Regions from separate parts of the Mus musculus genome. Here all the other regions are linked to region 3. The links are chromatin contacts, called in public HiChIP or PLAC-seq and promoter capture Hi-C maps. All regions are on one chromosome and are shown on one strand. The core of a region is the stretch at or near the end of the contact, and the rest is flanking DNA. Distances in the headings are between cores, read along the strand shown. Region 1 holds the start of Tdp2 (tyrosyl-DNA phosphodiesterase 2). Region 2 holds the start of 9330162012Rik (cDNA RIKEN 9330162012 gene). Region 3 has its middle 28 kb from the start of Gm22013.

The links. Promoter capture Hi-C pulls out the DNA fragments that hold promoters and counts their contacts. HiChIP or PLAC-seq counts read pairs in DNA pulled down with a chosen protein or histone mark.
Region 1: an H3K4me3 HiChIP or PLAC-seq map of pro-B cells shows a contact between it and region 3, with 3 times the contacts expected there. The contact joins the promoter of Tdp2 here to the enhancer-like site in region 3. A contact is called at or near these places in 8 of 39 promoter capture datasets (the HPC-7 cell line, embryonic stem cells, hematopoietic stem and progenitor cells and 4 more), 1 of 484 Hi-C or Micro-C datasets (CD4 T cells), 7 of 115 datasets of contacts at active chromatin or transcription factors (the 230-238 cell line, the SCID.adh cell line, acute myeloid leukemia and 3 more) and 3 of 9 other capture datasets (adipose tissue, liver and pancreatic islet).
Region 2: a promoter capture Hi-C map of pre-B cells shows a contact between it and region 3, with 2.3 times the contacts expected there. The contact joins the promoter of 9330162012Rik here to the enhancer-like site in region 3. A contact is called at or near these places in 10 of 39 promoter capture datasets (the C10 cell line, the HPC-7 cell line, cranial neural crest and 5 more), 7 of 484 Hi-C or Micro-C datasets (the G1E-ER4 cell line, Th1 cells, bone marrow-derived macrophages and 4 more), 4 of 115 datasets of contacts at active chromatin or transcription factors (bone marrow-derived macrophages, memory CD8 T cells and regulatory T cells) and 3 of 9 other capture datasets (adipose tissue, embryonic stem cells and liver).

What each region holds. Positions count from the first base shown.
Region 1 is chr13:24,830,296-24,832,995 of GRCm38.p6, forward strand. Tdp2 (tyrosyl-DNA phosphodiesterase 2) reads left to right here and starts at 1,364. Exons shown (of 7, transcript NM_019551.2): 1 at 1,364-1,634; 2 at 1,715-1,800. The coding sequence starts at 1,437. Acot13 (acyl-CoA thioesterase 13) reads right to left here and starts at 1,194. Exons shown (of 3, transcript NM_025790.2): 1 at 931-1,194. The coding sequence starts at 1,011.
Region 2 is chr13:24,936,019-24,938,718 of GRCm38.p6, forward strand. It overlaps 9330162012Rik (cDNA RIKEN 9330162012 gene), which reads left to right and starts at 1,383. Exons shown (of 2, transcript NR_102323.1): 1 at 1,383-1,585; 2 at 1,767-2,700. Aldh5a1 (aldhehyde dehydrogenase family 5, subfamily A1) reads right to left here and starts at 1,643. Exons shown (of 10, transcript NM_172532.3): 1 at 1,233-1,643. The coding sequence starts at 1,550. It also overlaps a transcript of Gpld1 not described here.
Region 3 is chr13:24,513,835-24,516,534 of GRCm38.p6, forward strand. It overlaps a transcript of Ripor2 not described here. Among named protein-coding and RNA genes, the nearest start is that of Gm22013, 28 kb to the left of the region's middle. Within about 2 kb of position 1,402, at least 32 of the 459 cell types and tissues checked have an H3K27ac peak or open chromatin away from gene starts, as enhancers often do. A contact at or near this core is called in the 230-238 cell line, the HPC-7 cell line, hematopoietic stem and progenitor cells and 4 more, where this site is marked.

The sequences.
Region 1 (2,700 bases), core at 114-2,613, 320 kb after region 3:
GGTTGTTTTTAAAGAATTAAAATTTCCTCTTAAATCATTAAAATTCTTTTTAGGTAATATTATCTTTCTAAAAGTCACTGTCAAATGCTGTCCTTAGTTTTGAAATATTTCCTATTGGAAAACATTAAATATATTTACCTAAGGGTTATTTCCTATTTTTTTGACACTTTATGAACATAGTTAAAAAATTCTAAGAGGGGGCGTGTTCAGGAAAAAGATTTCAAATGCCTGTTGTTGACCAAAATTTATATTTCATGCCCAAATTCTTTTTAAATTTCCAAGTATTTTTTCTTAATCAGAAAAATAGACATGCGTGCATTAAAACATTTATTAAAAAGTCTGCAGCAAGTTCTAAGGTTAAGTGTCTTTCTACTCTGACAATACCACGCACTGGACTTCTGCTACGGATATTTATTAAGGATTGCTTCCTATAGAACACAATGTCTATAAAGTCTGGAAAACAGTAGTCTACGTTAGTTCATGTGGAATGGCAGGGTGCAGGCACTGGTCCTGGTTAACTCTGTAGACTCCCAGGCCAGCCTGGACTACAAGGGTTCTCAGCCAACAAACGTTACATAGTTACATAGACCTAGTTACAAAGACCTAGTCTCAAAAGCAAGAAATACAACACACGTACAGGTGGTTCTCGCATTCACTTCCGTACCTCAAACCTCCTTGACTCTTAAGAAACAATTCCTATATACTAGCCCTGCAGGCTCCAGCGTCCCTTAAATGGTACGCTGACATTTTTTCTCCACACACTCCAACAGTTTGCTGGTTAAAAAAAAAACAAAAAACAAAAAACCAAACATGCTTATTTACGTTTCGATGAGAATCCACGCCACGCACTTCCCCTGCGTTTGCGAGGCCACTAAGGTGTTTTACTAGGTTCGTCCCCTTCACCAGATACTTCGCCTACAATAAATATACCTTTTCCAAAACTCTATCAAAACCGGGAACTTTGAACATAACCTTCATTACTTCTCGTAGGTTCTGGGTCATGCTGCTCATCGTGGACGCAAAGCAAGAGTCTGGGCTCTGCGAGAATGAACTCTGGAAGAGACGTTTGTGAGAGGACAAGGGTGTGGAAGGTCAAGTCTGCAAGCCCGGCCGCTGTCGCGTCGTGCTCGGGAGAAAGGATCGCGCGCCCCGGTCGCCCTGGTCCTAGATGATCACGGGTTACCTTCACTCTTTAGCGCCCCAGCGCGCACGCGCAACCTTCAGGCCTCCTCGGCCCCTCCTTCCCCTCCCCTCCCCCTCCCCCTCCCCATCTGCGCCTCGCTGGCCGCGGACGGGGACCAGAGAGGGCGGTCTTCTTGCCGGAAGGTTGACGCGGACGCGCTTGCACGCTGCGCGCCTGCGCAGGTTCCGGCGTTCGCGATCAGTCGCGCGGGAAGCAGCGTGAAGAGCGGGTGTTTTGAGGGGACCCTGCGGCGATGGCGTCTGGCAGCAGTTCCGATGCGGCGGAGCCCGCAGGGCCGGCAGGGCGGGCGGCGTCGGCGCCCGAAGCAGCACAGGCGGAGGAGGACCGGGTGAAGAGGCGGCGGCTTCAGTGCCTGGGCTTTGCGTTGGTGGGGGGATGCGACCCCACGATGGTCCCCAGCGTCCTGCGGGAGAACGACTGGCAGACGCAGGTCAGTTCGCGTCTCTCGCTTCCGCCGCTCTCCCCCGGGAGGCGGGGCGCGCCCTGCAGCCTTGTGCCTTTGCTTTTCAGAAAGCCCTGAGCGCCTACTTCGAGCTGCCAGAGAACGACCAAGGGTGGCCGCGCCAGCCTCCCACGTCCTTCAAGTCCGAGGCCTAGTAAGCGACGGGGGTCGCGGGCTGCTCGCCGAGGGCGGGGAGGGACCGCCTGCTGGGCTTGGGCGTCCGAGGACCGGGACCTGGAAAAGGGCGGCCGGCGCCCCAGAGCTGGAAATCTCAGGGAATGCTTCCGAGGATGCAGGGTCACTTCCCAGCGGGACTTGTCTTTGTTGTTTTGGGACGAGTCTCACTGTGTAGCGCTTGGCTGGCCTGGAACTCGTCGTTATTTGAACCAAGCTGGCCTCGAACTCAGATCAGCTTGCTTCTGCCCTCTCAGTGCTGGCACGTTGAAGGCACATACTAGAACTGGCTTCCAACGTGATTTATTTTATTTTATTTTATCTTATTTCTTAAACCTGAAGATTATTTTATGTATTTTGAGGCAGAACCTCACCCTTTATCCCTGGCTGGCCTGAGCTTGGTGTGTAGACTAGGTTGGCCTCAAACACAGATCTACCTGCCTCAGAATCGAATGGGCTGGATTTAGAGTGCCCACCACCACACTGGGATGGAATTTTTGTTTAATGTTACCGTTATTTGTTCTTTTTCGAGACAGAGGCTTGCAATAATCCTGACCTCCAGCTCTCTTCCAGCCTCCCTTTTGCTAGCATTGCATCTGATTCCAGCACTCCCTACCCGAACTTTTTATTTGAGCCATATATGTCCAGGCTGACTTGGAACTCCTTTGTGGTCAAGGCTTGCCTTCCATTGGCCCAGTACTGGGATTAAAGGTTTGTGAAACCCTGGCTACTGAAATACACTTACTGACCTGAAATATTGGTGATATGTAAACTGAAGATTAGAAAAAAAACAGAGGTAGAGATTTTCTCCTGAAGAATGGTAACCTGTAAGTCTCCTTGTTTCTGCATAGTTTATCTGCTCTCCTCTTGCCAAAGAACG
Region 2 (2,700 bases), core at 133-2,632, 420 kb after region 3:
AACGGACTGGGCCCTCCTCCACTGATCACTAACTAAGAAAATGTCTTGTAGGCTTCCCTATAGTCCAGTCTTATGGAGGCTCCTTCCTCTCTGATGACCTTAGCTTATTCCAAGTTCACATAGAACTTAGCCAGCACAGCCTCTGACTTCTGGCCTCGGGAACTGCAGGAAGACACACTCCTGTCACTGTAAGCTGCCCAAATGGCCACCTTGGCCTCTCCTCTGACCTCTGGGCCTGCATGTGTCTTTTGCCCCCACATTATTCATCAGTTCCAGCACACTTCCTTGCTCTTTACAGCTTGCAGTTTGGATCTCCAAAACATCACGTAAGCTCTATAAGGGGCTGGATTTTCTTAAGATTCATTTATTTTATGCATATGAGCATTGGCTTGCATGCATGTATGTGTGCCTTCAGCAATCCCCTGGAACTGGAGTCCCAAACTGGTGAGAGTTGCCCCGGGAGCGCTGAGAACTGAACCCAGAAACTCTGCAAGAGCAGCAAGTACATCTCAAAAGGCGAACCGTTCTCCAGCCTCCCCCAACCTTTTTTCTGGACTCTGTATTCCAAGCACCTCCAGAAATACGTGGCACCCCCACGAAGGGTGGACCAATGTGAAGGCTCTAGTGCTTGTACCCTCATCAGGAGACAGCAGCAGGAAATGAAGGATAAAGAGACTATGATTTCATGGGGTTGGCTGCAGGGGTACTATCAAAAATAAAGGAGGAAGAATTTTTCTAAAATAATTTTCTGTCCTCACCATCTACCCTCCACTGTCCAGCCATCTCTGTTAGTAAGCGCATTTAGACCTAAAGTCAGAGAATGCCCCTAGACTTTTTCCCTCCTCTGAACGAAGCTCACATGTCCTTTCTCAGTGTCCTTGACACAGCTCCTACACATACAGCCCCAACATGCAACCTACATATACAGATACACATTCCCTACATACAGCTTTCACATACAGGGCTCTCTCTCATCTTCCTTCTACTCTCTCTCTCTCTCTCTCTCTCTCAGATAGGCTGGCTGACATAGCTCACTTTTATTATGCACACCTGTCGATACATGTAGGAAGGGGATCTGATAACCGTACGCATGCTCCAAACTAATTTATCTCTTTTTGTTGTTTGCTCTGGCTTTCCGTACTGTGTATCCCGAGGAACCGGTTTCACTTTGTTTCACTCTGTGGATCTCTGCTTCCTTCTAGGCCGGGATCCCGCACCTGCGGTGCTCTCACCTTGACCGAGACCCCTTTCCAGCTGTTGAAGGCATCGTAGGCGGCGCGCACAGCAGCGCGGGCCTCGGGTACCCCGCAGTCGGCCACGGTGCCCAGCTTGGCGCCGCTGGCCGGGTCGTACACCGGGAAGGTGGCGGGGGCTGGGAGCCAGCGGCCGCCCACGAAGCTGTCCCCGCGGAGTAGGTCGGCGTGGAGGCCCCCGGGGCCGCTGGCGTAGCTGCGCCGCGGGGTTCCTGCGGGCTCCGGGCGGAAGCGGCCGGGAGGCGGCAGCGCAGGACGCGCGGCCCAGAAGCTCCGCAGCAGAAAGCAGGTCGCCATGGCCCGGCAGTAGCGGCGACACCGGCAAGGGACAGGCAAGCGAGCTGCAGGATCTCAGGGGTCGCGGGAAAGCGGGAGCCCGGCGGCGGGGACGCGCGGGGTGGCGGGGACGCGCGGGGTGGCGGAGACACCGAGAGCGCCCTCTCTCTGAGCTGTTGAGATTGGAGCTGCGAGGAGACAGAGCTTGAACTGTGTTCCCCGCACGTTCTTCTCCAGGGCCTGCGAATGGAAAGACTCCCAGCAAGATGAATTCGTGCACATAACTCACCGTTCTCAATGTCGGATGCTCACCTGTCATTTCTTTAGGCCTTAATTGTGACGGGAGCACTTTCTGTTCCCCAGTTCCCCAGCCCCGGCAATATGCACTCCGTCTAAAGAAGGCACCAAAGGCCAAACTCGCGGTTTCATATGCTCGGGCTACTGAGCATTGGAACTGGGGATCACTGTTCAGTGAGGGGTGAAGTGTGGCTCAGTGATCGGTTCCTTGCATGCTTTTCTACATATCCCCTTCATGAATTCGGAGCACAGCGCTCCTGAGTACTGAGATTTGGGGCAACCGTTCAATTAGGGTCGAAGTGAGGCTTCCTCTTGCATGCTTTCTGTGTGTGTCCTCTGTTGGTCCTGAGCAGTGGTGCTCCCAAGCCACTGCCCTTTGCTTCGTGACGTAGCTGCTGTACATCAAGCAACTAACAGAGCTGAAGTTTAGTAACTGGAAACAATCATCCTAGAAGTAATAATAAGCCCGGTGTTGTGGCCAGCACTTGGGAGGCTCTCGGTAAGTTCAAGGCTGAGACCCTATTTTAAAAAAGAAATCAACAGGGGTGTGAGGATTGAACATAGCACTATCACCTTAAACAAAATCTTCATCCTCCTGCTGCATCTGGGCCCCAAACTCTGCAGAAGAAAGAAACCCTAAGTTTTAATTTGAATAAAAGAAACAGCAGGTTTGTGTTCAGAATACGTGGAGTCAAATGTTGTTGTTATTATTGAGAAAACATGTTATTATGTAGCCTAGGATGACCTACATCTCGCAGTCTTCCTTCCTAGAGTTCTGGAATTACAGGCGAGCACTACATGCCCCAGTTAGAATATTGTATTTGCAAAATGCCTTGGATGTTCTTTTAATTGTTGGCTTTGTCTTCTGCTGAGT
Region 3 (2,700 bases), core at 152-2,651:
CAACACTGCATCTGAGCTCATGGGATTTCAGTGCCCAAGAGTCCGTGCCTAATGTCCTTTTTGTAGCTTAACCAAGGATGTGGTGACCTACTTCCTTCACAACATATAACACGGAACCCTTTCTTCTGTGATATGTTGGAGGAAATGGATGCCACAGCACACTTGTCTATACTTTATTAGACCCTGGGCCCCAACTCTCCCCAGGTAAGCCTTCCTTTCCAACTTTGGGGTTATTTGCAATTTACTCTTGAACTCTGCCCCTTTGAGACCTAGAGCAGGCTGGAAGCTGCTTGTGTTCAGGGTCCTGATACTTCATGTCACTTCTCTGGGCTTCTGATGCCTTGTCAGTGCAGCCAAGCACATGGAGTAAGTCCTTGCATGAAGATAAAGCATGAAGAAATAGTTTGTCAGAGCTATTCAAATTCTTTTTAAACTTTCTACTTCAAAAATAAAATATGGGCTGGCAGGAGGGTCAGTGGTTAGAGATGCTTGCTGGCAAGCTTGACAACCTGAATTTGAACCCTGGGACCTGAGAGACTAGGTCTTAGTTAGTTACTATTGCTGAGATGCAACACCATGACCAAGGCAACTTACAGAAGAAAGTATTTCAATGGGGCTTACTTACAGTTTCAGAAAGTTAAGTCTATGGTCATCGTGGTGGGGAATGTAGCAGCAAGCAGGCAGGCAGGCATAGTATGGAAGCAGTAGCTAAGAGCTTACATCCTCATCAGCAAGCAGGAGGAAAAGAGAGTGAGACTGGACCTGTCTTGGGTTTCCTAAACCTTAAAGCCCACCCCCAGTGACATAACTCCTCCAACGGGCCACACCCTACGCCAGCAAGGCCATGTCTCCTAACAGTGTTCAAACATTCCCACTAACTGGGAACTGAGCATTCGACCATGAGACTATGGGACCATTCTCATTCAGACCACCACAGACTAGACATTTGATGCCTGATAGACAGACAGATAGGGAGAGGGGCCATGACTAAGACAGGTAAGTAATAAGGATAAGTCAACTTCCAAGATGGTGGCTTCTTCCTTGCCCTTCTGACCAGAGACCAAAGCCTGGCAGCTTAAAACCAAAGACTAGCAGGCTTTTTTTTTTCTCCAGCCAGTGAGATCAGCATGCTGAAGGACTGGTCAGACAAGTTCAAAGCCAGATGTTTACACCAAAGTTGTAGACCTCTCAGCTACCCTGTCATTTACCCTGACCATCCCTAGATTAGGAGAGGAGGGCCCATCAACTGATGCTTAAACCCGAGCCCCAGATGAGAGACTGCATCTGAGCCCCGCCCCCTCTCTGCATCTGAGCCCCGCCCCCTCTCTGTATCTGAGCCCCGCCCCCTCTGTTTGGCAGAGAGGTTTTTCCCTCTGTGTCTTGCTGTACCTGTGAGTTTCCTCCCCCCAATCAACGTCTTTCTTTAACCGCTGACTCTGCTACTCTGCTGTGTTTGCAATGTCTCTACCTCTATCTGCTGTGCTCAAGACTTTCCTGCCTTTTAATTCTTTATCTTGCAGAGAAAGTCAACCAGTTCAAGACTCCTGTCCCCTGAGGGAGAATCAACTTTTACAGATTGTCCTCTAACCTTCATCCATGCAGTGATACAAGCACACACACACTCATGCACACACTCACGTACACACACACACAAGCTGAAAGAAAAAGAGGAAGTGTCTAATGAAACTGCCCTCCTTAACTATGGTCTCCTGGAGATTCAAACCTTTGTTGGCTCCTGCCCCCTCTAGCCTTCAGCTGCTATTCTCTGGGTCTCAGCCTCTAGAGCTTCCTGCTTCCAGTCCTGACCTTTAACCTCTATCTCCCAGCTTCCTGCCCTCCAGTCTCAGCCTGCAATCTCTAGCTCCCAGCCTCTAGCCTCTTGGCTCTCGCCATCTTCATTTCAGAGGCAATCTTTTTCCATATCCTTAACACTTTCCTCTCTATATATTTTTTTCTATTTGAAATTGTCCAGGACCTTTTAAGATGAGGGCCACTGTTTTACAGGGAATGTTCACCAATTCGAAAATCACTGTGTGACAATTCATATTGTGGAATTCATACAAATGAGGTTTTGAGAAATATGCATATGTTTGGGTTTTTTTAACTTTAAAAAATGTAGCTGGGTAGTGATGGTGCACGCCTTTAATCCCAGCACTTGGGAGGCAGAGGCAGGCAGATTTCTGAGTTCAAGACCAGCCTGGTCTACAAAGTGAGTTCCAGAACAGCCAGGGCTACACAGAGAAACCCTGTCTCAGAAAAAAAAAAAAAAAAAAAGTAGAGCAAAAAGAGAAGACAAATGTACAGCAACCACCATAGGATAATGAGTGTTTATAGGATAATGAGTGTTTATAGGATAATGAGTGTTTGAGGGGTTCTGGCAATTCTCATTTTGAAGGAAAACCAAGGATTTATAGTGACTGCCTCGCTGGCTGCCATGCTGAACTTCCAAAGTCCTTCAGAACACTCATGCCTGCAATCTGCCTTCTGTCCTTTCTTTCTTCTTCTTCTTTTTCTTCTTTTCATTCCATTTTGGTTTGTTTTTATGAGACAAGGCCTAACTCTGTAGCGTTGGCTGGTCTGGCCCTTACTATGCAGCCTGGGTTGACCTAAATCTTAAGATAGTCCTCTTGCGTGAGTCTCTTGGACACCAGTATTAGACATGAACCTTTCACACCTAGCCCTGTGGTTGGTTTTCATTTG